Regions from separate parts of the Mus musculus genome. Here all the other regions are linked to region 7. The links are chromatin contacts, called in public HiChIP or PLAC-seq and promoter capture Hi-C maps. All regions are on one chromosome and are shown on one strand. Each heading gives the region's core, a stretch centred on a gene start, on an enhancer-like site or on the middle of the called end of the contact. The rest is flanking DNA. Distances are from core to core; before and after follow the strand shown. Region 1 holds the start of Tnfsf12 (tumor necrosis factor (ligand) superfamily, member 12). Region 2 holds the start of Pfas (phosphoribosylformylglycinamidine synthase (FGAR amidotransferase)). Region 3 holds the start of Plscr3 (phospholipid scramblase 3). Region 4 holds the start of Zbtb4 (zinc finger and BTB domain containing 4). Region 5 holds the start of Fgf11 (fibroblast growth factor 11). Region 6 holds the start of Rangrf (RAN guanine nucleotide release factor). Region 7 holds the start of Chd3 (chromodomain helicase DNA binding protein 3).

Region 1 (3,607 bases), core at 528-3,027, 330 kb after region 7:
TTGTGGTAGGGTCCACAGCTAGCAGCTCCATGTGGCAAATGAGCTTTAGAAGGTAGAGCTGAAGCTGGGCGGTGGTGGCACACGCCTTTAATCCCAGCACTTGGGAGGCAGAGGCAGACGGATTTCTGGGTTTAAGGCCAGCCTGGTCTACAGAGTGAGTTCCGGGACAGCCAGGGCTACACAGAGAAACCCTGTCTCGAAAGACCAAAAAACAAAAAAGCTAGAGCTGAACTTCTTAGATTCCATTCTCAGCTGCTTAGCTGCTTGACTCTGGGTCTCCTTCAGGCTCCCTGCCTCAGTTTCTCTACAAAAATAGTAGTTTTTTCCCCCCTCTGCTCACTTCATAATACTGCTGTGAATTCAGAGCAAAGCAGTATATGAACCAAAGAATCTTGTTACTGAGACTGGGACATAGGGACAGATGCTCACCACTTCTTCGAGGCCGGACTAGTTGTTCCAAGAAAGGTACCACATCCTGGCTTTCCTCTGTCTGGGGATTCAGTTCCTAGAGGAATTAAGGGCAGGGTTCAAACAGGACCTCCCAGAGACAAACAAGCAAAGAGCCTGTCAGAAGAACCATCAGCCAGTAACAGACACAAAACCTGGGAGGTTAGGGGTTGGCCAAACTGGAGAGTGAGGCTCAGCCCCAATCAACAACCTGCAGTCTACTCACACACACACACACGCACACGCACACGCACACGCACACGCACACGCACACACACACACCTGCACAGGATCTCAGGAAGGTGGGGCAGAGACAGACAGCATGTATGCATAGGTGATACATTATCATTCTCTGGTATCTGGTTCAGACGTCACAGCCAATCAGCACTTTCCACTCGGGCAGCACAACTCTCACCTTGGTAAAGTTGCCCCCTTATATCCAGATCACCCTCTTGTACACACCGACATACCCACGTGGGCTGGTTCACTCCGCACACTCAGTCTTAAACTAGTGCCAGCTGGAGTCTCCCTGCACACACCTCACACAACTGTCACAGCAAGCCAACGCTCAGTTTAGACACATTTTCCATGCTGGCATCCCGAACGCAGCATCCACACCTACTCACAGGGGGCTCCCGGCGGTCCTCTGCTGTCAGCTCCTCCTGAGAAGGCTCCTGCTGGGAAGGAGGCAGCGTCACCCTGTCCTTCTGACATCTCATCCTCCACCCCTTCTCCGATCCCCTGGCCCTCTGCCCACCCGGCCCCCATCTGCTTCTCTGCACTTTCTGCTCCTAAGATACCCAGAAAGGGGTATGCTGAGGGCCTCACCTGGGCAGACAGCGTTGCCCAGCTCCCCAGGCTGACCACGACCAGCAGGAGGCCAAGGCAGGCCAGCGCCAGGCCCAGGCTCAGCACCAGCGGGGCCAGCAGGGCGGTGCCCGGCTCCCCCCGGCGCCCCCTCCGCCTCTGGCTCCGACGGGCGGCCATGGGGGCGGGGGGCTGTGCCTGCCTCACCGCCCCCCCATCCCGGGACCCGAGGGATGGGGAGGGGGAGCTGGTGGGCGGATCGGGCCAGGGGAGAGGGAGGGACCAGGGAAGCGGGCCGGAGGGGGGGCGGATGAGGACAGGAAGCCGGACACTGTTTGTGTGATTAAACTCCAACCTCCCCGGAGTGCTGTGCAAGAAGTAAGAGACGTCCTGCGCCCGGGCGCGTGCAGGCAGGCGACCGCAGTGGCACTCCAGACCAAGAACTCTGAGGGCCAGTGAAAGCAGAAGTGGACAGGCACCCACCCAGGCCAGTGTGCCAGGGATGGGACGCGGGCCCTGGCCCCAGGAACTCAGCACCGCCCCAGTATGTTGAGCCCTCCCACGGCAATCATTAATCATGAAAATGCCCCCAAAGGGCTTGCCTATAGGCCAATCTGATGGACTCAGTTTCTGAGTTGAGATTCCCTCTTCCAGAATTCCCCCCAACTTGTTTCAAGTCTGCTAATTACCTCCTTCCCAGCATAGGTTATTTTTTCAGCTCATCCTGGTTTGGGTTTTGTTGTTGTTGTTCTTTTTGTTTGGTTTTGGGTGTTTTTTTGTTTTTTTGGTTTTTTTGGTTTTTGAAGACAGGGTTTCTCTGTGTAGCCCTGGCTGTCCTGGAACTCACTCTGTAGACCAGGCTGGCCTCGAACTCAGAAAGATCCCCCTGCCTCTGCCTCCTGAGTGCTGGGATTAATGCACCCTGGAGGCATGGATCACCACCTCTGCAATAAAGAATATGTTTTTAAAAGATAGTTTGTGGGCTGGTGAGATGGCTCAGTGGGTAAGAGCACCTGACTGCTCTTCTGAAGGTCAGGAGTTCAAATCCCAGCAACCACATGGTGGCTCACAACCATCCATAACGACCATAACGAGATCTCTTCTGGAGTGTCTGAAGACAGCTACAGTGTACTTACATATAAATAAATAAATCTTTAAAAAAAAAAAAGATAGTTTGTAAAGTTGTTTATGTGTACAGTGTGCAGCTATCTGAGCAGGAGGCCAGAGACAGCTGCCTCACTAGCTCTGCCCCTTGTTTTAGGGGAGATGGTGTGGTGACAATTCTGAAATTTTGTTTTTGTTGTTGTTTGGTTGTTTGGTTTTGTGGTTTTTGTTTGTTTTTTGTTTTTCTCAAGACAGGGTTTCTCTATGTAGCCCTGGCTATCCTGGAATTCACTTTGTAGACCAGGCTGCCCTTGAACTCAGAAATCCACCTGTCTTTGCCTCCTGAGTGCTAGGATTAAAGGTGTGTGCCACTACTGCCCAGCCCTGAGGAGAGTTTTTTGTTTTGTTTTGTTTTGCTTTTTGTTCTTTCAAGACTGGGTTTCTCTGTATAGCCCTGGCTGTCCTGGAACTCACTCTGTAGACCAGGCCTCAACTCAGAAATCCACCTGCCTCTGCCTCCCCAGTGCTGGGATTAAAGGTGTGTGCCACCAGGCCCGGCTGTCCTTTTTCTTCTATCTAATGATAGGAGGTGAGACACAGGGTGTGGGGTAATAAAAGGTGGGAAAGCACTTGGGAAACAGAGGCAGGCGAATTTCTGAGTTTGAGGCCAGCCTGTTCTATACAGTGTGTTCTAGGACAGCCAGGGCTACACAGAGAAACCCTGTCTCGAAGAAGAAGAAAAAATAAAAGTGGGGAAAAGAACCTATAAAGCAGCAAAGACCAACTACAAGCAGAGAAGAAACAAGAAGAAAGACATTAGATTCAAGGATCATCAACTCTCTCTCTCCCCTCCCCCACCCTCACCTCCGCTCTGTCTCTGGTCTACCCCTCTATCCTTCTTATCCTTACTTTGACTCATGGTCCTGGTCCAAGGTTGAAGGGCCACACTCAGTGATGGCCGTTCTGTTGCCAAAGTCCTAAGTAGCACAGGACATCACATGGTGACAGATAGGGAACATGAGAGTGACCAAACTGGCTTTATAGCCAATACCTTCTGAAGATAACCCACTAATTCATTCATTGCATGGATGGATTGATTCATCTACTATTGAGGGCAGAGCCCTAGTCACCTCTCAACCAGGTCCTGACCCACCTCTCACTATCTCCTAATGAGGATTAAATTCCAACATGAGTTTCAGAGAGACAAACCATATAAGGCCATAGAAGGTGATATAAGTAAAATGTATAA
Region 2 (3,954 bases), core at 1,049-3,548, 360 kb before region 7:
AGCTAGTCCTGTGCTTTAAAGTCTACGTAGTAAAACCAACCAATGAAATCGCCACATTCATCTGTTAATTTAAAATAATTTGATAGCATTCAAACTAATGTTTGCCAAAAATATTCTATAACTTTTCCCAACAGTGAATCTCTAAAACTCCAGATTGGTATATTTAAATACCATCCCACCTACATATAAGGGTGTCATAAATATAGCCAACAAGGGCTGAATATTTAACGCAAAATATTTGTCCAGTATCCATGAAGCCCCGGGCTGGTTTGATTCCCAGGACCATATAAACTGGGCAAAGTGGCACATATGCCTGTAATCCCAGAACATGGAACGTGGAGGCAGGGGGATCCTAAGCTCAATGCCATTCCCAGCTACACAGTGAGTTTGAGACCAGCCAAGACTTATTATTTTTTTTAAAGATGTATTTATATATTTTTTATGTGAGTACACTGTAGCTGTCTTCAGACACCCCAGAAGAAGGTATCTGATCTCATTACAGATGGCTGTGAGCCACCATGTGGTTGCTGGGAATTGAACTCAGGACTTCTGGAAGAGCAGTCAGTGCTCTTAACCACTGAACCATCTCTCCAGCCCCCACAGCCTAGACTTATTGAGAGACTTCTCTTTCTTCTTCCCTTTTTGTTCTTTTGAGAGGAAGAGTTCATGGGAAGGGAGCTGGAAGGTAGGCAGTAACTGTAGTATGGCTGGTGCCCCCAGTCAGGCAGATTGGCTATGCCTCTGCTCTTCTCTATTATAGGGAACACTACTCCATCCAAACAGTTGCAACTGTTTGCACAGGCATAGGATTCAGTGACAAAGCACTTGCCTAGCACGTGCAAGGCCTGACGTTCAATCCACAGAACTAGAAAAAGTAAGACTGACGCCAACCTTAACTACTCTTTTCCCTCAATCTCTCCATATAATCACTCTCCATATAACAACTCTACTTCCACACATACATTAAATCTCTTGCCTTTTCAGGTCTATCACCTCCTGAGTCCACGGCACCACTATCATTCATTTGGACTGATCAGCGTATTGTTTTCTCTGTTGCTGTTGTTTTATGAGGAAAAGGTCAGGTTATCATATAGCCCAGGCTGGTCTGGAAATCAGTCTTCTTGCCACTGCCTTCTAATGTGGAGCCTACCTAGGGGCATGCATCACCACACCCAATTGCACCGAATTCTTCAATGGTCTGATTCCACTACTGCACAACCACATCCTATTTGCCACAGACAGTGAAAAGACCATGACTTCTACACTGGTGAGGTGGCTTAATGAATAAACACTTGCCTCTGCTAGGCATGGTGGTACGGGCTCTGAATCCCAGCAAAGGAAGGTGAATCTCAGGATTTCAGGATTTACATAGAGTTGCAAGTCAATCAGGGCTGTAAAATGAGACCGTTTCAAAAAAACAAAATCAACCAACCAACCACACGAGTTGTTAAATGAACAGACCCTTTATTCCCATCACACCTCAGTTCCCTGCCTCCATACAGTCCTCCTTTAAAAAAAAAAAAAAAGCAAAGGTGGCACATGCCTTTAATCCCAGGAGGCAGAGGCAGGTGAATCTCTCTGAGTTAAAGGCTGGCCAGGACATCCAGGGTTACACAGAGAAACACCCAGGGTCTCATTTAGCTCAGGCTGACCTCTAAATAGCTATATAACTGAGGGTAATTTCTAGTCCTTCTACTCCCAAAACCTCGAGTGCTGTAATTTCTCGTGTTCTTCACAACACCTGATTTATGAGGTTGTAAGACTCGAACCCAGGACCCTGAGCTACATCTGCAGCCCTCTGCAGTTATTTCGTCTATCATTCCCAGCGAAATGTAAGTTTCAGAAATATCGGAACCGGGTTTTATTTCGGCACTGTATTCCCAACGACTAGTATGGTGCCTGATACAAAGCAGGTGGTCTTCACATTTTTCTGATGAATGAATGGTTGGATGAATGAATGAATGAATGAATGGATGGATGAATGAGACCATGAGATGAGGCTATTTCAGGGATGGATGAATGAGACCATGAGATGAGGCTATTTCAGTCTGGTCGTCCACCTACACCGAGTGCCTGCAGAACACGCGCTCCAACAGATGCTCTACCCAAGGCATGTGGATCCAGATGGACCCAACCCGCCCTAATGGGGAAAACGACGCGGCCTGGATTCGGTTTGAATGTGTGAGCAATGGAACCGCATCAGGAAGCGAACTCAGGGAAGGACGCGTAGGTTGTACTCACCTGAAGCCCGCCAGTTTGCGCCAGAGACCCACGAGTCCTTGGCGCGCGCTCGTTGTACGTCATCAGAGAGCGCCACCGCCGGAGAAGCGATTCGCGCGGGCCGGCTGTGGGCGGTGCCAAGGCTCCCCGCGGTGGGTTGGGGCTGTTTGAGTGACAAACCTGAATCTCTTTTAGAAGTCCAAGCCTGTAATCCCAGCACTGGGAGGCCAGAGCAGACAGGAGTATCTTTGAATTCTAGACTAGTCTGGTCCACATAGCAAGTTCGAGGCCAGCCAAGGATGTACAGAGAAACCCTCTGTCAAAAAGACAAAACAGGGGCTGGTGAGGGCTCAGCAGGTAAGAGCACTGACTGCTCTTCCAAAGGTCCTGAGTTCAAGCAACCACATGGTGGCTCACAACCATCCGCAATGAGATCTGATGCCCTCTTCTGGTGTGTCTGAAGACAGCTACAGTGTACTTACATATAACAATAAATAAATCTTAAAAAAAAAAAAAAGACAAAACAAAATTCAAAAAAGAGAAGACGCCTCGAATTTGAAATATCACTTGAGAAAATGTTATTTTATTGATCACTGAAAGTGCCTTACGGCTGGAGGTGACTCTTAACTTGTTGTCAAGTTGACACACAAAACCATCCAGTACACTAGCCTAAATTACATTTAAAAAGTTAACGTGTAAAACTGTTTTGGCTCTCTGTATTTTTCTCCCTTCTGCCTTCTTTGTTTATGCAAGATAAATTGGTTTTCCAAGGTCATTTAATTTAGAACTTCTGTTACTTTGACCTTAATAGAATGTAACAGTCTGAGATTCTCAGACTAATGTAAAATCTAGGCAAAGTACCCCAAAACCCTTTTTAAAACAAAACAAACAAAAGAAAGAAAATTCTTTGTGTAGCTTTGGCTGCCCCAGAACTAGCCCTGTAGACCAGGATGGCCTCCAACTCACCGAGACTCAAGACTGGGATTACAGGCCTGGGCAACCACTGCCCCCTTCACAAAACAGCCTTTTAAAAGACCCTATGCAATACAATACAGCCAGCCTAAGACCTGCAACAGCAAGAAACAAGAGACAATGTTTAAATAGATTTTGGAAATGAAATTTAGGTTCCTTTTATTTATTCAAGATTTATTTATTTTATGTGAGTACAGTGTTGTTCTCTTCAGACACACCAGAAGAGAGCATCAAATCTCATAACAGACGATTGTGAGCCACCATGTGAGTGCTGGGAATTGAACTCAGGACCTCTGGAAGAGCAGTCAGTGCTCTTAACAGCTGAGCCATCTCTCCAGCAGCTCCTTTCTTTATTAAGCTGGTAAATTTATTTATATTGCTCTGTCTTCTGAAAGTAAAGACTTCATCTCTATATACATAGAAAGGCTATGAGACTATATGTGGCATATATGGATATGAGAGTATGTGTGCATATACATATATGTATTTTAAAGATTTACTTATTTATTTATTATATGTTAGTACACTGTAGGTGTCTGCACACACTCCAGAAGAGGGTGTCAGATCTCATTACCCGTGGTTGTGAGCCACCTTGTACTTGCTGGGATTTGAACTCAGGACCTTCGGGATAGTAGTCAGTGCTCTGAATCACTGAGCCATCTCTCCAGCTCTATTTTTTATTTATTATTATTATTTAGTTATTTATTATTATTTTATGTATTATTATTTTATTATTTATTTTATTATTATTTAGTTATTTAT
Region 3 (3,967 bases), core at 250-2,749, 480 kb after region 7:
GGGGGGGTGGGTATGGGGGACTTTTGGGATAGCATTGGAAATGTAAACGAGAAAAATACCTAATAAAAAAGAAAGAAAGAAAAAAAAAGAATGCAGACCTCAGCAGTGGAAACATGGCCCTTGTTGGTAAGACCACCCATTGCTCTGTGCTCAACCTTACACTGAAGTGGGCTTATTTGGCATTTGGGGACAGTTAAAGCTTCCTTCCGCTCATTTGCTGGGTTTTCAGCACTAGTAAGAAGTACCCCCAAAGGAACGGGATCTTAGAGGTGAAAGGTCAACAGAGAGACCAAGATATATGAAGCCAGGGATTGCACGGGCAGGCAGTAAATGACATAGCACAGCAAGGCAAGGGGGAGGAGGGGTCTGTGCTGTGCAGAAGGGTCTCAGAGGCCTAGCATGACTCAACTTGCAATTTTCTCCTTACATCCTATCTCTGAGGCATAATGAAGTCATGTTCCCTCATATACACATCAACACTGCCTCACTGCCCTGGTCTCTGGTGCAATCCACCACAGTAGGACCAGATTTCTGTAAGAACCTCTCCCTTACCTTGGCCTGCCCACAGCCTCCTGGGTTGTTCTGACACAGTAGTTCTCAGTTTAGGCTGTACAATAAAAACTAGAATTCTAAGAATCCCTAGTCTGCACCCCAAGCACTAATATACAATTGATAGGAAGTTAAGACCCAGGCACAAGTGATGGGCTAGTTTCGGCTTTGTTTCTTTAATATCTCCCCTAGTGACCCAGGTCACTCCCAAGCTGACCTGGAACTCGCGATCCTCCACACCTGCCCAGATACTATGCTATCTTCTTTTGAGGAAAGGAGTCTTTTGAGAGAGTCTCCCTATTGTAGCCCTGACTTGGTCTGGAACTATGTAAAACAGACTGGCCTCATACTTGTGACTCTCCTCTTGCCTCTCCTTTCCCAAACGCTGGGATTGCATGTTTTGCCTCCATACTGGGGAATGGAGGGCCTGTTCTGTTCAAGTGTCTTTCCCTGAGCCTTACCTCATGCACATTCATTACTGTTACCTTTTGAAAGTCTGTCACGCGTGTAATGGGCGTGCCTGAACTGAGAGGTGACTGAGTGGGTCAACGCTGTGACAGGGGGAGAACACAGCGAGGTCGCCCTGAGAAGAACACCGAGCCAAGTCTGGGAGGCAAGGAATGAGTGTGAATGGTGTTCCGCTGCGTCAGCGAGGCCCGCCCCGCCCTTGGGAGGAGGATCCCGGGGACCGGAGCAGCCACGCGGTGGGGAGGCAGAGCAGCAACCCGCGGAAAAGGCGAGGGTCTTGCTGCTGGGGATAGGGCCGCAATCACCCTCCAACAGGCCAGGTCTCCAAGCCTCTGCAGTCGGAGCGGAAGGGGCGGAACCACGGTGAACAAAGCGCACAAGGTCCAAGGTCCGCGGCCCCGGGGGAGGAGAAGCGCCTGCTTTCTGCGCAGTCGCCCCGCCCGGACTGGGGGGCGGGACTTAGGCGACCCGGGGGTGGGGTCAGATCTGGGCCCGCCTCCACCAGCGCCTGTGAGCCCCGGAGTGCGTGGCCCCCCGACTTATTCTGGGGGCTTCAGGTGAGCCGGACCATAGAGGGGTTAAGGAGACTTTCCTCGGGGTCAGGTCATCTGTCTGACCTCAGGACCATCTGCCCTGCCGTCTGCCAACAGCCATCTCCGTAGAAAAAATGGGAGAACAAAGGGAGGGGGCGGTCCTGGGGCCCCTAAGAAAATTCAGGGTCCTAGGTACCCCGCCCCGCCCGCTGACACTTTCGGTTTCTCCCCGAGTCTTAGGTGCCGCCCTAGAGACCCTGGGCCCGTACTGGGCGCAGCTACCTCTTCGCCTCTGCCTGTCCGTCTTTGTTTCTGTGTCTGTCTAGCTGTTCCCGAGCTTGTCCCACTCCAGAACTAAGTCTCCCCTACGCCAAAAGCCCAAGACTCCCCTCCTGATTCCCATGGCAGGTACGTTGACGCTAGGTTGGGGTCTCCATTATTCCCCCCTGCCCCCACGAAATTGGGTGCCGGGTGTCGAACACATTCTCCAGGAATGTGCTCAGACTGGCTGCGTGGGGCCCTCCCTTCCTCCTGGGGAGCCACCGCCCTGCCCCTCCGCCCCATCATTCTCTGCCTCTTCTTACGTTTTCCGCGGGTGCTCCTGGTCCTTGGGCTGTGAAAGAAGAGTCCACAGATAACTTTCTAATCTACTCCTGCTCCCCTACAGGCTACTTGCCCCCCAAAGGCTATGCCCCTTCACCCCCACCTCCCTACCCCGTGCCATCTGGGTATCCAGAGCCGGTGGCTCTGCATCCTGGACCGGGACAAGCTCCAGTGCCCACCCAGGTGCCTGCCCCTGCTCCCGGCTTCGCTCTCTTCCCCTCGCCAGGCCCAGTGGCTCCAGGGCCTCCTGCTCCTTTCGTGCCATTGCCAGGGGTGCCTCCTGGCCTCGAATTCCTAGTGCAGGTGAGTGAGAGAGAGGATGGCTGGGAGGAGAACTGAAGTTCGAGGTGACGGATAAGGTCAACGCTGCTCTTAACTCTTTACAGATTGATCAAATCTTGATTCATCAGAAGGCTGAACGAGTGGAAAGTGAGTAGGAGATGGATGGAGCAAGATGGGCTTCATGATCTTTATGGCAGTGGTTAGCTTCTGGGCAGGTGGCCCCCGAGCCTCAGCGTGTTGCCCTTCCCAGCGTTCCTAGGCTGGGAGACCTGTAATATGTATGAACTTCGCTCCGGAACCGGACAGCAACTGGGTCAGGCAGCTGAAGAGAGCAACTGTTGTGCCCGCCTGTGCTGTGGTGCCCGCCGACCATTTCGAATCCGCCTAGCGGACCCTGGGGACCGCGAGGTGCTCCGGCTCCTCCGCCCACTTCATTGTGGCTGCAGCTGCTGCCCCTGTGGTCTTCAGGAGGTGGGCATGGCAGGTTTTGGGGTGGTTGGTGGGCAGTGTATGGTAAGCAGCGCAGAAAGAGTTGTGGCTTTAATAGGAGTGGGGGCGGTTTAGTTGAGGGTCTGAACAGTCAGAAGACAGCTGGCACCAGTGAAGAGCGCTGGCCAAGGTGTCCTGGCTTGACAGTAATCCTGTCTGCTTCCCTTTCCAGATGGAAGTCCAGGCTCCACCTGGCACCACCATTGGCCATGTGCTACAGACCTGGCATCCCTTCCTTCCTAAGTTTTCCATCCTGGATGCTGATCGCCAACCTGTTCTACGAGTTGTAGGGCCTTGCTGGACTTGTGGCTGTGGTACAGACACCAACTTTGAGGTATTATGAATTAGGGGGCGGTGATTTCTAGGCTCTTCACAAACCAAGATTGGGGGCGATGAGCTGGCTCAGAGGGTGAAGGTACTTGCCACCAAGTTTGACAACCTGGGCCCTAGCCATGAGTCCCATATTGTAGAAGACAGTTCCTGCAAACTGTCCTCCCCACACACATGCCATGGTGCACGCAATCAATCAACCAAGCAATCATTCAATCAGTCAATGTAATTAGAAAAACAAGAAGAAAAGGCAGTAGCCTCCGTGCTAACGGATGACTTAAGGTCAAGACCTGTCTGAAACCAAAAATGTCTTCTTCAGTCCAAGACTGCATGTTCCCTACAGCCCTGCAGGGCCTTAGGGAGCATCTGAGGCCAGCCTGCATCTAAAGTGGAGGACTGTTATCTCCCAGTCTTCCACTGCATACATTTGCCATGGGCTCGACCCAGGTAGCCCCTGTGCTTATCTGTAAGCATAGACCCTTTCATAATTTAACCCTTGGCTTGGCCTGGAAACCTAGAAGTCCAAATGACCCATCTAACCAGAAGTCCAGGTGATGTCCTTCTCCCAGAGACTTCCTCTCACCAACCCAGGACCAGAGGAACCCAGCTGGTAAAGACTCCAGAGTGAGGGTTGGGAGACTCTCTGGCTCCTAGCACTGCTCGGACTCTTGAGTTCTTTAAGGGATGAGTCCCCATTCTGATAAGGGAGAAAC
Region 4 (4,042 bases), core at 389-2,888, 400 kb after region 7:
TCCAGCCCCCAAATTTATTTTATTTTTAGTTATGCATATGTATCTGTGTGGGAATTTGTGGATGAATGCTGATGCCTGCAGAGGCCAGAGGTATCAGGTCCCCTGGAGCTGGAGTTCCAGGTGGTTGTGAATGGCCGTATTTGGATGTGGGGGAAATGGAACTCTTGGGTCTTCTGCAAGAGCAGTTCTCTCACTGACCAGCTTGTGGGGGTTGGTGGTTTGTTTTGATTTTTGCTTTATGCTAAGTATTGCCCAGGTTGGTCTCAAAAGGCCTGTGGAATCTGGCCTTGAAATCTTGGTCCTCATGCCACTATCTCCCAAAGTGCTTGGGGTTATAGGTACCGGAAGTAGATGTTTGAAAGAGTGTGGAAGTGGCCGGGCAGTGGTGGCGCATGCCTTTAAACCTAGCACTTGGGAAGGCAGGCGGATTTCTGAGTTCGAGGCCAGCCTGGTCTACAGCGTGAGTTCCAGGACAGCCAGGGCTACACAGAGAAACCCTGTCTCAAAACAAAACAAAACAAAACAAAACAAAACAAAACAAAACAAAACAAACAAAAGAGTGTGGGAGTGGTTTTGTGGCTGTATGGCTTGTCTAGGCCGAGTGGCTTGGAACCCGCTCGTAGACCAGCATGGACTTGAGCTTGCAGAGCTTCCGCCTTTGCTGCCCGAGCGCAGGCGGGCTTGAACCTTCATGCTCTTCGGGGAGAGCCTGCTCCTCTTTCTCCTGAAGTGGGTCTTTTTTATGGGGATGGGGGTGTTCGTTTTTGTTTTTTCAAGCAGGGATATCACACTGTAGCCCTGGCTGACTGGAACTTGCTGTTTAGATCAGGTTGGCTTCCAAGTCCTTAAATCCACTTGCCTCTGGCTCCACAGCATCATCACGCCGGGCCTCTCCAGAGTCTTTAGTTTTGCAACTAGGGAGCCGTCTATAGCATTGTCCCATGGAGGTTCCAGGAATTTTTTGTTTGTTTGTTTGTTTTTATGTATGTCACATTTCTCATGCTTCCACCTGGCGTGTGGTTAGTGTTGTGCTGGGAAGGCCACACCAAGGCCTCTGCATTTATATGCAGGGACACAGAAGCGAATCTTTCCACTGGTGACACAAAGTTCCAAGCTTTGTGCTTATCTGCACTAATGATCATCTGTTCTACGGAGTTGAGGTCTTTCTTGCCAGTGGGTCTGGTGATAATCCCTAGGTATTCGCGAGGGTGCTCACTTTGGATCTATAGGTTCCACGGGGCCCAAATGTGAATCTGCCGTGTTGTAAGTTTGCGGCCCCGGAGAACATGTGTGTGGTGTGCGTGTCTGTGGTGAACAGCTGTGCCCACGCAGCGTGCTCTAGGCGATGTGACCCCTGAGTGAAGGGTGTGCAGAGGGAAGGGCGGGCGTGGGGGTGAGTCCCTTCCCAGGGAATGAGTGGTCTAGGTCACTGCCCGCCCCGTAAGGTGTGCATTCTGCGGGAAGCCCCGAGTCTTTTCCCTGTGAGGGATCCACCAGGCCTTGGCCATCAGACTTCAGAGTCCAGAGTCGGTGTCGTCTGCGCTTTGCTGGCTTCCTCTCAGCGGCGGCGCTGGGGGGGTGGGGGGGGACTGTTTCCGGGGGTGGGGTGGGGGGGAGGACCGGGGCGGGGGGGGAGCCGATGATGTCAGCGGCGGCGGCGGCGGCGGTGGGGCTGGGCCGGGGCCGGGCGCTGGGGGGGGCCGGGGCCGGGGCCGGAGCCGGAGCCGGAGCTGGAGGAGAGCGAAACCCAAGCGGCCGGGGCTGGCCACGGTGATGAGCCGGGCCTGGCAGACGCGGCGCCATCGCAGTCAGGTGGGCCCCGGGGCGAACCGGGCAGGGCTAGGGAAGATGCCCCCTCTCCGCTGCCCGGCGCCGCAGGGGCCGGAGCCGCGCCCCGCGACCGCTCCCCTTCCAGGTTGATCTAGGGGCGCAGGGGTCGGGGGTTCTAATAAGCCCCGCCCCCGGACGTGCACGGCGCTGGGGAGCAACTTAAGAGCGCCCTGGTATGGTGTCCAACGAGCCGTGACTGGGGGACTCGGTCTCCTGGGGCCGTGAAGAGGGTCGCAATCACTCCACCTATGAAGGGTTAAATTCTGCAGCCCAATGCCCCCTCCCTCTGCCTCTGTGGGGCAGGTTGGGGGTTGGGTTGGGGCGGGTGTGATCCCGGGCAAGCGCTGCAAGCTGCTGGGAGGGCGATGGCGTAGGAGCCAGGCAGAGAGGGGGAGGGGTGGCCCTCTGAGCGCCCCAGAGTTGGGGTGTGCAGGGTGCGCAGTGCGAGCAGGGGCCCGGAACCGCCGCGCCGTCGGGGAAGGGTTGTTGCAGTGAGTCCTGGAGATTGTGCCTCCTGCGGTACTGTGGGGCAAGGTAAACTGCTCCTCCTGGGCAACACGGTTTCCCAGTCTGGCACCGAGGGGTCTGCGAGGGCCCTCCCTGATACATAGAGACAGAAAGCCAGGAGGGGGTACTTATTGGTACAGAATTACAAGGTTTGGCTCTGTGGCTTTAGGTGACAGATACCTTAAGTGTGCTGTTCGAGGATTTGTATATAGTTTTTGTCAGCGTGTGTTTTCCTTCACGTATGTCTTGTGTTGTACATATGAATGTTTATGAATGTTTGTTTTCTGCATAGCTGGCATGGTGTGTGTGTGTGTGTGTGTGTGTTATGGTGGACACCAGAATGAGGGGTGTGCGTACCCATTTGAAGAGTGCAGTCAGTTGTGGACATTTGAATCAGAAGGTATCACGCCTGAGTTCCATTTCTGTCGTCCTGATGAGGTGTGGTCCAGTTGTGTAGAGGACAGAAAGGCGGATGGATTTGTGTGTCTGTGATGTACGAGTTTCACGGGGGGCTGCATGTCTGGAACTCAGACCTAATAATCCTCAGGAGCATGTGAGGTGAGGGGTTCTGGGTGGGACATGCAAGATGTGTTTATGGGATCCTGGGAAGCCAAGCACGGGAAAGGTTGCATGTTTGCAACACTCTCCACGGGATTCTTTGGTGACGTTGTTTGTGGGAGCCTGTCTGGGCTGTTGGGCCTGGAGGCAAGCTGCTCAGAAAACACTTAGGAGGAGGTGGCGTGACAAGGGCAATGTGGGCCTTAGACCCAGGAGGCCAGTGGAAGGCTTGGTGTGCATGTCTACCTTCTGTGTGCTTAAGTGACGGGTGTAGGGCTGCCAGGAGATGTTATGGGAAAGTTGGGAGATAAACACTAGGCAGGCGAAAGGGGCAGGAATGGGTGCTGTTGGGTGGCACTGCTCTCCTTTTGCAGGGTCTCTGTGTTTGCCCAGCACATTAGGGCCATAGGGAGGAAAAGTCCTGGCGCCCATAAGGGAAGTGAGCTTAGACAGAGCGGCTCCTTGGTCATGTTTATGTAAAGGCTGGGTGTGACTTTTGTCACTAAAATGGAAAAAGGGATCAGGAGTTTTCAGTCTCCTCCTGCTTTGCCCTCTCCCCCACCCCCCTTCCGGTATCTCTGACGCACATGAAGCCCTACTCCTGGGACAGTGGAAGAGCTTTGGACAGAATTTGCTCACTAAGCAGATTCTTTGGAACAGGTTTCCCTCACCTTTGGGGCCTAGGCCCTTCAGTGCATGTGGGAGATACACATGTACGCCTGCTCACTCCGTTGGTGTTCCTTGTGTGCCCTACTGTGCGTGTCATCTAGCCTGTGTGTACACATATAGGAGTGAGAAAGCTTTAAAGCTGTATCCTCTGGAATGGGTGAGGGAGGCTGTCTGCCTATGAGGCCCGGAGGACAGGTGCAAGCAAGACTTACACTGGAACTGAAGTTCTGGTGCCTCCCCAACTTCCTCAGTGGAACATTCTCTGAGTGCCCTAGTCCACGTCTGTGAGATGGAGCTAACAACCTGCCCAGGGAACTTACAACAGCATATGGAACATAGACCTGATATATAGCGGCAAAGTAGAGACTATGCAGTACCAGCCTCTGTCAGCCCTGCTGCAGAGACTCCCCGGCTCCCAGTTTTACTGGTAACAGTAGTCGTAAACAGTTGGCTTGCACTAACTCTACAGCCTCTGCTC
Region 5 (3,873 bases), core at 193-2,692, 430 kb after region 7:
TCACACAGGAGTAATGGGAGGGGGTGCCCAGCACCCTTCTCGAAGCGCAGGTCACAGAAGGAGGGCGTACGGAGGGGGCTGACTGACGAGGTAGCCTGCAAGGACACCCGGGGGAGAGCTGGAGAGATTGGCTCCTGGCCAGGCGAGCTCGACCAGGAAGAACAGAGCCAAAGCGTGGAGGGGCGGGAGAGCCGGAGCGGGGGCGGGGCAGCCAGGGCTGCAGAAACCCTCGGGGTGACCCAAGCGTCCAGAACCCCTCAAGCCCCGCCACTTCGGATGGAAAGAATCGCGAGAACCCGCACGTAGGCGAAGAACCGTGGGGGGTGGGGAGTCCTGTGCTGAAGGGGGGCTGACAGGAGCAGAGAAGCTTGGGGCGCCAGACTTCGCCCCTCAAACCTTCCCCCTGCCCTCGAAAGCAAGGAGACTCGGCATTACAGGCAAAGAGGAAGAACCTGAAGGATAGTCCCGTAAATTCTGTCGTTCTGGCCCACCTCTTCCACTTCTGGGACACCCCCCTCCTCATCGGGCTTCAATCGTCAGGGTCCCTGGCCTCAGGCAGGACTTCTGTGGGAGACCCCGCCCTAGCCACACTCACCTGGGCCGCGGTCCTGTCGCGTGGGACGCCCCCCGCACAGTCGCACCTTGGACAGCAGGATGAGGAGCTGTTTCTGGCAAAGTGACTTGGTACCGCGGGGACACACGCGCCGCTGCGCCGACACGGGCCGGCTGCCCCCGGGCTCGCGGACCTCCCGCTTCTGTCGGATCAGGCTACTGGCCAACGCCGCCATCGCGCCCCGGGAGGAGACACCCCCAAACCAGCAGGCTCCCGGAGCGCCCTGGGCTCCCCAAGAGGAGCCCTCTCACCAGGGCATGCTCAGGACCCAACCCACCGCCCCACCCACAGGATCTGAAGAGAAACCCCAGACCCCAGTACGTTCCCCAACACCACCGGCTCCCACCCTTGGGCCCTGACTAGCTCCAGCGGCTCCAGCAGCCTATGCACTCCTCAGCTGACCTCACCCATGAATTCTGTCCCCTAATGAAAGCTTTCCCCTTCCCTCCTCTCTGGCCTCTGTACCAGATAGAAGATACCTCCTCTATCCCACAGTCAAGACCCTCCTATATTTCTAAGATGTGTTCTCAATACCCCGAGGCTTCTTTCTACCCTATTTTGGGGCCGCTCCTGCCCAGCCTACTCTTACACAGGGTGTGGGTCCTAAGCTTTGTGGACATTAGCTCACCCTAGGCTGCTGTCAATGTCAAGAGGAGCCCAGCTCTGTTTTCTTTTTTCCTTTTCTATACTCTAAATGGAGTGGGTCTCCCACTTTCTTCAAATCCCCCCTCTGCCAGCAAATATGACTCAAAATTCAGGCTGTTTAGGTTCAGTGAAAAGGGGTTCCCAGGCCCCCTGGCTGGATAATGCTTTTTCTCATTGTCACCCCCATTTCTAGTACCACAGAGTCCCAGCTGCTAACACCATTCCCTCACCTTGCTACCCTCCACTCCTTTTGAAGTCACCTCCAAATCAACCCTTCTTAGTGCAGACACCAGGTGGTTGTCTGCAGGACCCTCTGTCGCCCCGAAAAAAGGAGCATCCGCCGTTTCTGTCTGTTTTCTAGTTGCCCCTTAAATTTCCCGAGGAACAACTGGCACTGCTTAGATCCCACACCCTCCAATCTAACAAGGCCCCCAAGAGAGGAGTGCACCCACGTTGTCAACACTCCTCAAACGTGAACAGGCCCTTAATAAGTCACAGCGCATCAGAGCTTCCTGCGCCAGGGCTTTCTCGTCCTCCCTGGGACTGCTATAACACCCCTTCCTTTCCCCGACGCCCCTCAACCTGTCCTGTCCTGTTGATCCGGGCGACGGGTGCCGCGAGCTCCAGCTCCAGGCTCCTCCCTCCCTGTCACCCGCAAGCGGAGGTTTCCCCCCAACGTCGGCCTAAGCGTCCCGGACCCCCAGGAAGGAGTAAGGATGTCTCTGCAGAGCGCCTCGGTTCGGCAAAGTCAGAGCACTGGGCCTGGAGGTTGGACCAGGCAGAGCGGCGGAGGCAGCGGCAGCGGCTGTGGGAAGCTGAGGCGGCGGCGGCGACAGAGGCTCCCCCTCCTCTGCGAGCCGGCCTGGGGGCGGGGCAGGGGGCGGAGACGCTGGGAGAAGCTGGGCGGGCGGAACCCTGGGGTTCCTTGGAAGCTCTAAGTGGGAACTGTCACAGAGGCAGGCGGAGTAGAGGCAAGGCCTGCAAATCTCGGGGTTCAGAGGAGAGGAGACACGGAGCCTGATATGGCGGGGCTGGGGGCAGGGGGTCGATGGAATAGCCGACAGAGAGAAAATGAAAAGGGATTCTACTGCCTGGGATGGAAGTGAGGACAGAAATGGACGAGGAGAGTTGGGGGGAAAGTGGAGAAACCGGTAGCTGTGCCATCCAGTCTGGGCTGTGATCCGGCCTTAATATCTCTGGTTTGGTATGAGCCAATTGATCAGAACTAGGTTTCCAAAAACCAGTTCCTTCCCGCATTTTGTCAGTAAATACATTCCTACTATCCCTGTCAGACTCTGAAAGAATAGGGGAGAGAGGTTCCGGGAGGCAGTACCGGGACAGAAGGGGCGCCAGCCAGATTTAGAGAACTTGGGCCTCAGGCAGGGTAGAATACTGGGGAAACCTTTTAGAAAAGGGACTTTGGACCCAAGCATACACTGTCTGTATGGAGGGAGCAGCAGTCCCCTGCATGACCCTCTCACCAAAGGAAACACTTTCCATTCCCTTAGGAGTAAAATCTTTAATGGGTCCCGCCCCCTACGCCCGCTAAACCGCCCCCTTTGCGGGCAACCTTGGCTTCCTCTACAGCCTCACGCAAGGCCTGTGCAGGGTCCCCGCGGAGCTGGGCCAATGCCCCGCGCAGAGCAGCGGAGCCGTCTCCCACACGGAGCTTTCGGCCGCTCAAAAAATAATGAGGCAGCGCCCCGGCCTCTAGCACTCGGCTCAGCTCATCCAGTAGCCCAAGGCAACAAGCGCCGGCATTTTCCGGCCGCGCCAAGTAGAGCGCCGGGAGCCGCTCGCACGCCCAGTAGAGCAAGGTCCGCAGGAGGTAGGGCGCAGCGGCTCGGGTCCCCGCCACCAGCGGGCGCAGCAGCGCCTGGGCCGCCGCGTGTGCCTGAAGCAGCGGCGTGGGGATGCGCTCTTTGAGCGCCAGCTCCTGGCGAGCGAAGCACAGCTGCCATCCAGAGGTGCTCGGCTGCTCTGGGAGGCTGCCCGGCACTAGGTAGAAAGAGGCCGATTCAGAGACCAGTGGACCCGCCCACGAGTGGCTCCGAGCCGTGTCAGGCCAGCCTGTCACGGTCACCACCGGGATCAAGTCGAAGAGCAGGAGGTGGCGTGGGGGCTCTGGAGTTGCCAGGAGGACCGTGGTGACACCTGCGTGACGAGCTGCATGAACTAGCCGTGGGGCGCCTGGGACCGGGATCAGGGACTCAGCAACCTCAGCCAACTTAACGAAGAACCAGGAAGTTACTTGGGTCGGGCATAATGTGGGCCATGCCTTTGGAGCCTCCGACGGCTTTGGGACTTGGCTTTCGTCGGCGTCCAAGGCGTCGCTGCTCAGTGTTTCCAATGGCTCAGGAGTTTCAGGATTGGTAATGTCCTTATAAGACGATTGGGACTCTGAAAGGTCACTAGATGATTTTTGCAAAGACATGTGTGGCTCAGGTTCAGGGACATAATCATGTGACGGATCTACAGAGTTTTCCCGGTCGGTGGGACTCTCTTTGCTATGGGTTTGGTGAGTCATATCACTTTCTTCTGGGACAGGAGGTCCTAAGCAATCCTGCCAGGCCTCCCGGACCAAAATTCCACGCATCAGTTCTGGAAGGCGGAGC
Region 6 (3,881 bases), core at 427-2,926, 400 kb before region 7:
TCCTATCACAGTGACTGCTGACAGATTGACCTCTCAATGCCCCTAAGGGGGACAGCCACGCCCACTCCTCTGTTCTCCTAGGGTTGAGTCACTGAGTGGGTCTTGCTTTAAATTTTTCCACAAATCCCCCGATATATTTCATACCCATCTCAGGGTTGAATCAGTCACTCCAAAGTATATTTCTACTGCCATTCTTGGGTTCCCCCCAACTCCCTGCTCCTATACACAGCTTTAACTCCCCCCCCTTCCAAGACCAAAGGGAACTGGGAGACCCAGGTGTCCTCTTAGATTTGAAGGCACAGAAATTATGTTCTTCATAAAGCAAGTTTATTTCTGCAGAGGAAGTGTCTTATGTTTACATCCAGGGAAGAAGCAGAAAGAAACTCCCCCTCTCAGAACTGGGTCCCCGAGTCCTCAGTAGCACGTTGTGTCTCAACGATCTTTACTGGGGACCAAAGAGGTTGGGATCATGAAGAGTCAAACTAGTTACCAGCTGTTCAAAGTTACTCAGGCTCCAAGGTGGACATGACAGATTTTCAGGGCCAAGAGACCTGCTGTGACACCTTAGGGTAAGGGAATAGAGGGAGAAGGAAAATGGTCCGGCTTGAGGTTTGCAAGATCACACTTCCTATCCCCCAGAAGACCTGACCCTCCTCCCCCAAAGCCTGTGGCTTATTTCTGCTTCCTTGAAGGAATTTGACCCACCCAACTTAATTGTCGTGGGGACCCAATTGGGAGGTTCCCACCCGCTCTTTCGTCCTTACGGGGGCTGATTGAAGGTGAGCAAAAGATCAGTCTGATACTGGGGCAGCCGCAGCAAGGCCTGATGCAGTGTGACATCCTTTGCTACCTAAAGGGATCAGAATCAGCATGCTTACCAGGATACCTGGAGTTATCCCTCCCCGACTCCAGGGCGTCCCATTCGCCATAGCCCTCACCTGCTGGTTTTCTTTAGCTACCTGCTGCTTGCCAGAAAGGGACCAGGCATCCTGACAGCAGCCTCTCAGGGATAAGTTCTCCAAACAGAGAGGCTGCACAGATAGCACGTGCACAGCCCTAGCCCCCTGCACCCGGCCAACGTCCTCAAAATGGTACCTGGCATGGGAGGAACAGTGGTAAGGAGGAGCATGTCTGAATAACCCAGCCCCACCCTCGAGCCTGGTCTGCTATTGCCCTTGGGAGTTTTCGTCCTGAATAACCGTCCAGCCACAGACCCCGCCCACTTTCTCGGCTCCCGGCCTCCCGTTGGCTAGCTTTCTCACCGCGCAGCCGCTTCGCCCTGCACGTGGGCCTGCAGCTCCAGAAGTTCTATGATCAGACTCTGGTCGGTCACAGGATGGCAGAAAACTTCTTGGTTGTCTGGCACCGGTCGGAGGTCACTGGAGAGGGACAGGGAACCCTCTTGTCTCTGGCTTTTTCCCATAACCCACCCGATCGGCCTCCGGGGAGGCTGGCTTTCTCACCTCACATCAATGGCCCCTGTAGGGAGGATGGCGGAGAAGGCGCCTCCGAACAGTGGACAGTTTCTGTTGGGCTCCATAGATCTAGTACTTGAGTCTGGACATTAGCGAGGTTTTAAAGAAACCTACATGAGCCTTTGAGACATCATTTCCCCTGGTGTTCCCGGAGCACCCACTACCTCCTCCCGTCCTACTAAGCAATGGGACCTTTAAGATCTGGTCACGCCCTGCGAGCACGCTGACCAATCGGCGCCCGCGCTTCGGGGGCGGGGCTATCCTTGGGGGCTAGTCTCTGAAGCCCGGCTCTTTGGAAAGACCCAGGACCGCTGGGGTCTGCTTTGCAGTTGTACTTGAGTTTAGGGTTGGTGATGCTAGTGATGGGTTAATCCCTCGTGCCCACTTGCTCCTTCATTGTAAAGGAGTTATACCTTCTAAGAAGGTCACTTGAGACCGCCCTTAAGGACAGTTGTTCAGTTAAAGGGCGGGTTGTGGGACCACTTGACTCCAGTGGAGCGACAACCAGACCACTAACTCCAGGATCTAATGCTGGGACTTGGGGAAACAACAGGCCCAGGTGTGGGTCTAGGTTAAGATTCAGACCTCAAGCCTTGATACCTAACCCGAGGATTACGGTTCTAATCCCCTCAAATCTTCCCCTAGGGAGGGCAAGGGGAAGCTCTCTCCCACACCTGAGCCAAAGCACAGATTAAACTATTGTTTTTCCTTTACGGATTTTTAGAGTGTTCTTTTTAAGTATTTGTTCAACTTTTATCCTCCCAGTTAATTTCTCCATTCATCCTTGATCTCTTGCACCTGGCAAAGTGTTTGGCACATAATAGGCCTGGTGGTATACTGCTGCACTGCGGGATGAATCTAGATGCCTGGAGTCCATGAGGCCACCCATGCTCTCATGGATTTTACACCCAGCTGAGAACCGGGCAAAGAGGTTGATTCTCACCTCGACCAATGAACCCTCATAATTTACTGAATTGGAGGCAAGGGTCACGTGCCTCAGAGTGCAGCTCATTTCCTTCGTGAGCCTGACAATACAAAAGTCCACCTCGCCAAGGTGTAAAAGTACCAGTGGAACTCGCTTTGCGTCTTGAAGTTTGATTTACAGAGCTCTTGGGGGCATCCTAGAGATGTTCTAGCCGGGACATAGGTGTAGAAACTTAGCACAGTGTGTACTCTAGGAAATGCAAATATGCAAGGGGGAGGGCAGGCAGATGGAGTCAGGGAGTTGTGAAGATGGTTAAGGATGGAGGATTTTGCTTGTCCACTTACTGTTTGCAATGCTAGGGATTGAGCCCAGGGGCCTCTACCATTAGATTCTCTCTCTCCTTCTCCCTCTCCCTCCCTCCCGTAACTGAACCTTAGCCTCTTAAGTGTACTCAGTATGTGCCCCCACCCCGGCTATCCTGGAACTCACTCTGTAGACCAGGCTGGAGTCGAATTCAGAAATTCTGCCTGCCTCTGCCTCCCGAGTGCTGGGATTAAAGGCGTGCGGTGACTCCTTCTTACTGTAGGCATCTGGCTTCTCTCTGAACTTTTCCTCATCTCTAAAGCACTGTTAGGAGTGAAGTGTGGCCACGTGTGGTGGCTCACGCCACATGGCACATCCAGCACTGAAGAGACAAAAGCAGTCAGATCTGTAGTTTGAGACCAGCCTGTTTCTTGTTTCTACATAGTGAGTTGCAGGTCAGCTAGGGTTATATATTGAGACCCTTCCTCAGGCAAGAGAAGGAGGGAGGGAGGGAGGGAGAGAAGAGACAAGATGTGGGTGTGCTTGATCAATCTGTTTCGGGGGGGGGTATCCTGTAACTAGTTTACTCTGTAAGAGAAGGGGTGCAGCCCCCATGGAATAGAAGGAGCTGGCCATGAACGTCTCTCCATGTAGACCTTTCTGTCTCTCCTCCTCACCAGGAGCAACAACAGCTTGAATAGCTTTGTACACAGTCAGGCAGATCAGAAATCCTTGGGTAGGGACCTCCAAGGACATAAATGCTATTAACAAGTTCATAACACTAAGTACCAGGAATGGAGCCCTGTAATGAGCCAGAGGGAGGAGAAAGTTTCTTCAGCTTTCCTCTTAGGATTTCCTGGCGCACCTCAAGTTCTGCAGTGGACTAAGATAGCTGGAGACCTCAGCTTTCTCCAGTCTCTGGGTTCTTGGGATATGACAAGGGTGGGGAGCAGAGATGTGCCAAGGCCCAGGGCCAGATCTCTCCTTGGAGGGTGGGGTGGAAGACCAGCTTGTCTTGGCAGATCTCTATATCCCCACTGTTGATTCACCATCCCTCCCTTGGTATCTGCCATCTCTTGTGCTCTTCTCAATGCTGACACCTCAGGGTGTTCAACCTCAAACTCCTGAAGAAACTGGAGCTGTCTGGGTCAGTTTGTTGTCATTTGATCTGAAAGAAC
Region 7 (4,044 bases), core at 835-3,334:
CAGAGGAGGTGAGATTTCATTTCAAACATAAAAATTCAAAAGCTTTTGACGCTTCTCAAGGATTCAAAAGCAAGGGGGGAGGGAGGACGCCACACAAAGACCCATCTCGACCTTAGGCTCGTTCATTCTCCTCTCTTACAGGCATCCAGTGCCGGGGATCAAAACCAGATCCGGAGTTCAGAACAGTTAGGCGAGAGTTACCGACGCCCTAACTCACCTGACAAGCCCCTCTCCCCTCTTTTTCACACCTTGCCGCAGGCAGCCCTGCGGGCAGCCCTCTCTCTCCTCAGGATCTTTAATTCTTCCCCCACTCCAAGGGAATCCTGAGGGCTCGCTGGAATAACTTTTTTCTAAACTTTTCCTCTTTTACAGGTAAACCTGACGAGGTTAGGGGTGAGGCTTTACCCAATACGCATTAAACACATTATTTTTAACACCCCCCACCCCCGGAAAAGCTGTCTCAACACGTGCGACAAAAAGTCACAGTGGTCAGTAAGACAGTTTTACAAATAACGTTTTAAAGTTTGGTGTGTGTGTGCTGCTCTGCCGCCAGAGACTTGGGGGTGTGGATGTCCCCAATCAGAGGTTGGCGACACCTATCCTAAAGAAGCTAGAAATCACTCTCCACTTGGAGGGTGGTCTGAGAGTTGCGCCACTGATCCAGAGAAGGGTCTGTCCCAAGCACAGCTGGACGTCCTACGCCAGTGGCAGGTGACTTGTCATCTCGGAGAAGGGTGCTGAGTGATGATGGTCAGGACAGAGCAGCTGGGTGGGCAGTTCACGCCCCCCAACGTGGTCAGGGTGTGTGGGTGGTTTCATCAAGAGAGTGACAGTGAATGGCAGCCACGTGAGAGTCACAGCTGGGCAGTTCGGCCACCCCAGACTGACGGGGTCACGAGGGGGGGATGGGGGCTGCACTTGACACAAAAGAGCCCGGGGCAGAGATGACGAGGGTGGGGCCGGGGGCATCTGGCTCCCCAGACATTCTCCTGTCTCTCTTCAAATCTGAGGTGACCCGAGACCTCGGCGGCCAGCTAGGGGGGAGTGGACGGTATGTCCAAGTCTTACTCCAGGAAGTGGTCTGCGTGGAGTGTGGCCACCACCTGCCTCTGGTCATCAGCCGCTACAAACATTCGCACGCCCCCTCCCACGCGTGCCACCGCACACCCCTAAGTTGGCGGGCACCGAAGTCCCTGCAGGTGGAGGGGCTGGTCCGCGGGCCACTGTCCCACCTCTGCTTGCCCAAGTCCCCAGCGGAGGGCGTCGGGTGGCAGTCAGCTCCACACCCCGAACCCACTCGGCTTCAGTCCGACCCCACCGGGGCCCGGCCCAAGGGGCGCTCACGCGGCCGCCCCTCCCCCACGCGCCCCTCCCCCCACGCCGCCGTCCGGTCGCCGGGGTCTCCGCGGTCCCTCGCTCGGCCTGGGAGGGGGGCCCTGGCTTCGCTACGGCCGTTTCCTGCCTACCCCCTCCCCGCCGAGGGTGAAAAAAATAAATCTCCTCCCCCGAAAGCCGCGACCAAGTGGCCCGGTCCGCGCGCGCAGCTCGCTCCCTGCGCTCTCCAGCCCGGGCGCGGCGGCGGCGGCGGCGGCGGCGGTGGCGGCGGCCGCGGTAGCGGCGGAGGAGGGGTGCGGCGGGGGAGGGGAGGAGGCCTGGCCCCAAGGCCGCCGCCGCCCGGACTGCCGGGCCCGTCTAGACCCGCCAGGCGCCCGGGACTCTCCTCGGCTCGGCCGAACCGTAGGTGCCGGGCCCCGCGGCTCCGCTCGGGCCCCGGGGAGTCGGACGGACGCTTACCTGGTGGCGGGGGCGGCGGCAGCGGCGGCGGCGGCGGCGGGAAGAGGTGGCAGCTGGGGGGGCTGTGGCGGTCGCGGCTCCGGTCGTGGCCCGGCCCGCGCCCGAGTACTCCCTCTTCGTCCTCCTCCTCATCGTCCTCGTCGGCCGCCTCCACCTCCTCCTCCTCCTCGTCGCCCTCTTCTTCCTCCTCTTCTTCCTCCTCCGACACCACCATCTCCTCCTCCTCCTCCTCCTCGTCCCTCAGAGGGGAAGCCATCCTGTGGCTCTGGCCCCCCCACCACCCCCCCACCCACCGCCCGCCCGCCTCCCCCACCGCTACCACCACCACCTCCTCCTCCTCCTCCTCCTCCTCCTCCTCCTCCTCGGCGGCGGCGTCCTCCTCCTCCTCCTCCTCACCGCCTCCCCCAGCCCCCCAAACCCCCGGGCCACCCCCCTCCAGAACACCCACCCCCGGGGCCGGCGTCTGAGGAGGGGGGCCGCACCACCCCCAAAAATGTTCTTGGAAAAATTTAAGGACTTTTTCCCCCTTCTGTCTTTCCTCCCAAGAGAACAAGAAAGGGAGATCGTTTAAAAAAAAAAAATTATATATATGTATATAAAAGTTTTCGACTTCTCTCTACCCCCCTCGGTTGCTTTAAATATATTTAAATTCTGAGGGGGGCGCTCAGAAATATTTCTCAGAGCTGAGGCACTAAGATGGCCGCCTTGAAATTATTTTTAAAACAACCCCCCCTCCAGCACTGCCACCCCCCTCTATAAAGAAAGAGAGAGGGGGGTAAAATCCCCTTTTAAAACAAAATGGCTGGCTTAATATTTCATTTTTCATACACCCCCATTCTCCCTGTTACATCCAATCTCCAAGCTTCTACTCAGAAACCCACAAATTTCTCCCTTTTTTCATAACTGATTAGTGCACAGATTAATACATTTTCCTTGTGTATTGAGAGAGAGAGAGAGAGAGAGAGAGAGAGAGAGTGTGTGTGTGTGTGTGTGTGTGTGTGTGTGTTGGGGGGCATGAAGGATTTCTGCATAAAACAAAAATGGCTGCTGTGACTTAACTCCCCCCCTTATAAAAATATTTGGGGGGGTATTAATCAGTACTCATGCTCAGTCTGACATCAGCATAAATTGTTAAAGGTTAACTAGTTAGATACTAGTCCAACTAGATTGAATTTTTCTTTTCTTTACTAGTCTTCTTCCTCCCCCCACCTCCCTTCTCTAAAGAAAAGCTTTTTTTTTTTTTTTCTGAATACTTCAGAAGGGAGTGGTTTGATGTGAAGGTTTTTTTTTTTTTTCCTTCAGGCATTGAAAAGGAAAAAGATGAAATATATGTTTATATATAACTCTCTACATACCTCATTGAAGTCAAAATGCATTTAATTGTGTACGTAGCTTTTAAATGAGAAATGGTACTGGCTTTTTTTTTTTTTCTCCTTAAAAAAAAAGTGACAGAAATCCTAGTGACTTTGGGGGGAGAGATATGAATAGATGATTGAGTTTTTTTTCCAAGGAGTCCATGTTTGATTCTCTCCTTTGCCCAGCCCTCAGTGTTCTGTGAATGTTGTCAATTTTATCTCTACTCTTTCCCTTCCTCTCCTCCAGTGGCTTGCTTGTAAAATCGTCTGACTTGAGAAATTAATTTGGTGGTGACTAGGTCAGATTTTTAGGAGAAAGAGGAGAGGGTCGGATCTGAAGATTGTGAAATTCTTTTCTCCTGTGTCATCGAACGCCTCTTCCTCCATGACCTTCGACACTGATAAAGTAGAAGAAACTGAGGCACGGGGAGAGGAAAGCAACTGAGAAGAGAGGAACGAGGTAGGGCGAACACTCAGGCCTTTTCACTGAACCGGCTGACCTGTCCTTTCAGACTGGATCCCAGTGTTTATCTTAAAGTTGTAGCAGGGATCAGATGAGCAGCTGAGCTGGAGCCCAGAAGTAAGTTTTTCCTACAGAGAATTGACAGAGCCGGCTCTACTGGAATAAAACTTGCCAAGAAGCCAAGCAAGAAGGGCAGATAGCCTGGCTCCACCTTCTTTTTTGTTCTTGGCTCTTTTCTTCCCTCCAGTTTCCTCCCATTCTTTTGATCTGTCTTTGTTGCTCCCCATCCATGGCCTGGGGAAACCATTTCTCCACTGCCCCCTGAGGCTCCCAGCATTCATGGGGACCCTGAGGGGAAGGTGGGCAACAGCCAGGGAAGGACTTGTAACAAAGGAATAGTCTCCAGAATATTGTTTACAATGCTAAGATGTT

The links. Promoter capture Hi-C pulls out the DNA fragments that hold promoters and counts their contacts. HiChIP or PLAC-seq counts read pairs in DNA pulled down with a chosen protein or histone mark. Capture Hi-C pulls out chosen DNA fragments and counts their contacts.
Region 1: a contact with region 7 is called in a promoter capture Hi-C map of the SN4741 cell line, with 2.7 times the contacts expected there. The contact joins the promoter of Tnfsf12 here to the promoter of Chd3 in region 7. A contact is called at or near these places in 1 of 39 promoter capture datasets (the SN4741 cell line), 2 of 484 Hi-C or Micro-C datasets (B cells and embryonic stem cells), 1 of 115 datasets of contacts at active chromatin or transcription factors (pancreatic cancer cells) and 2 of 9 other capture datasets (liver and pancreatic islet).
Region 2: a contact with region 7 is called in a promoter capture Hi-C map of adipose tissue. The contact joins the promoter of Pfas here to the promoter of Chd3 in region 7. A contact is called at or near these places in 1 of 115 datasets of contacts at active chromatin or transcription factors (pancreatic cancer cells) and 2 of 9 other capture datasets (adipose tissue and pancreatic islet).
Region 3: a contact with region 7 is called in an HNF4G HiChIP or PLAC-seq map of pancreatic cancer cells. The contact joins the promoter of Plscr3 here to the promoter of Chd3 in region 7. A contact is called at or near these places in 1 of 39 promoter capture datasets (cranial neural crest), 2 of 115 datasets of contacts at active chromatin or transcription factors (bone marrow-derived macrophages and pancreatic cancer cells) and 1 of 9 other capture datasets (liver).
Region 4: a contact with region 7 is called in a promoter capture Hi-C map of liver. The contact joins the promoter of Zbtb4 here to the promoter of Chd3 in region 7. A contact is called at or near these places in 3 of 39 promoter capture datasets (cranial neural crest, liver and pre-B cells), 1 of 484 Hi-C or Micro-C datasets (embryonic stem cells), 1 of 115 datasets of contacts at active chromatin or transcription factors (pancreatic cancer cells) and 1 of 9 other capture datasets (liver).
Region 5: a FOXA1 HiChIP or PLAC-seq map of pancreatic cancer cells shows a contact between it and region 7. The contact joins the promoter of Fgf11 here to the promoter of Chd3 in region 7. A contact is called at or near these places in 2 of 39 promoter capture datasets (cranial neural crest and liver), 2 of 484 Hi-C or Micro-C datasets (both in embryonic stem cells), 1 of 115 datasets of contacts at active chromatin or transcription factors (pancreatic cancer cells) and 1 of 9 other capture datasets (adipose tissue).
Region 6: a contact with region 7 is called in an HNF4G HiChIP or PLAC-seq map of pancreatic cancer cells. The contact joins the promoter of Rangrf here to the promoter of Chd3 in region 7. A contact is called at or near these places in 1 of 39 promoter capture datasets (neutrophils), 2 of 115 datasets of contacts at active chromatin or transcription factors (bone marrow-derived macrophages and pancreatic cancer cells) and 1 of 9 other capture datasets (adipose tissue).

What each region holds. Positions count from the first base shown.
Region 1 is chr11:69,694,321-69,697,927 of GRCm38.p6, forward strand. Tnfsf12 (tumor necrosis factor (ligand) superfamily, member 12) reads right to left here and starts at 1,778. Exons shown (of 7, transcript NM_011614.3): 1 at 1,276-1,778; 2 at 1,074-1,121; 3 at 430-505. The coding sequence starts at 1,434. It overlaps Tnfsfm13 (tumor necrosis factor (ligand) superfamily, membrane-bound member 13), which reads right to left and starts at 1,778. Exons shown (of 13, transcript NM_001159503.2): 1 at 1,276-1,778; 2 at 1,074-1,121; 3 at 430-505. The coding sequence starts at 1,434.
Region 2 is chr11:69,006,162-69,010,115 of GRCm38.p6, forward strand. Pfas (phosphoribosylformylglycinamidine synthase (FGAR amidotransferase)) reads right to left here and starts at 2,299. Exons shown (of 28, transcript NM_001159519.1): 1 at 2,242-2,299.
Region 3 is chr11:69,845,118-69,849,084 of GRCm38.p6, forward strand. Plscr3 (phospholipid scramblase 3) reads left to right here and starts at 1,500. Exons shown (of 8, transcript NM_023564.4): 1 at 1,500-1,574; 2 at 1,791-1,958; 3 at 2,218-2,456; 4 at 2,540-2,582; 5 at 2,686-2,906; 6 at 3,097-3,258. The coding sequence starts at 1,952.
Region 4 is chr11:69,764,274-69,768,315 of GRCm38.p6, forward strand. Zbtb4 (zinc finger and BTB domain containing 4) reads left to right here and starts at 1,639. Exons shown (of 4, transcript NM_029348.2): 1 at 1,639-1,812.
Region 5 is chr11:69,800,838-69,804,710 of GRCm38.p6, forward strand. It overlaps Fgf11 (fibroblast growth factor 11), which reads right to left and starts at 1,443. Exons shown (of 5, transcript NM_001362623.1): 1 at 596-1,443. The coding sequence starts at 788. Tmem102 (transmembrane protein 102) reads right to left here. Exons shown (of 2, transcript NM_001033433.4): 2 at 2,758-3,873. The coding sequence ends at 2,778. G630025P09Rik (RIKEN cDNA G630025P09 gene) reads left to right here and starts at 2,832. Exons shown (of 1, transcript NR_027913.1): 1 at 2,832-3,873.
Region 6 is chr11:68,972,179-68,976,059 of GRCm38.p6, forward strand. Rangrf (RAN guanine nucleotide release factor) reads right to left here and starts at 1,677. Exons shown (of 5, transcript NM_021329.3): 1 at 1,464-1,677; 2 at 1,263-1,379; 3 at 939-1,095; 4 at 765-850; 5 at 306-563. The coding sequence starts at 1,540. The coding sequence ends at 443. Slc25a35 (solute carrier family 25, member 35) reads left to right here. Exons shown (of 5, transcript NM_028048.2): 5 at 1-337.
Region 7 is chr11:69,367,342-69,371,385 of GRCm38.p6, forward strand. It overlaps Chd3 (chromodomain helicase DNA binding protein 3), which reads right to left and starts at 2,085. Exons shown (of 40, transcript NM_146019.4): 1 at 1,795-2,085. The coding sequence starts at 2,050. Gm32483 (a long non-coding RNA gene) reads left to right here and starts at 1,649. Exons shown (of 2, transcript XR_003949707.1): 1 at 1,649-1,737; 2 at 3,397-4,044.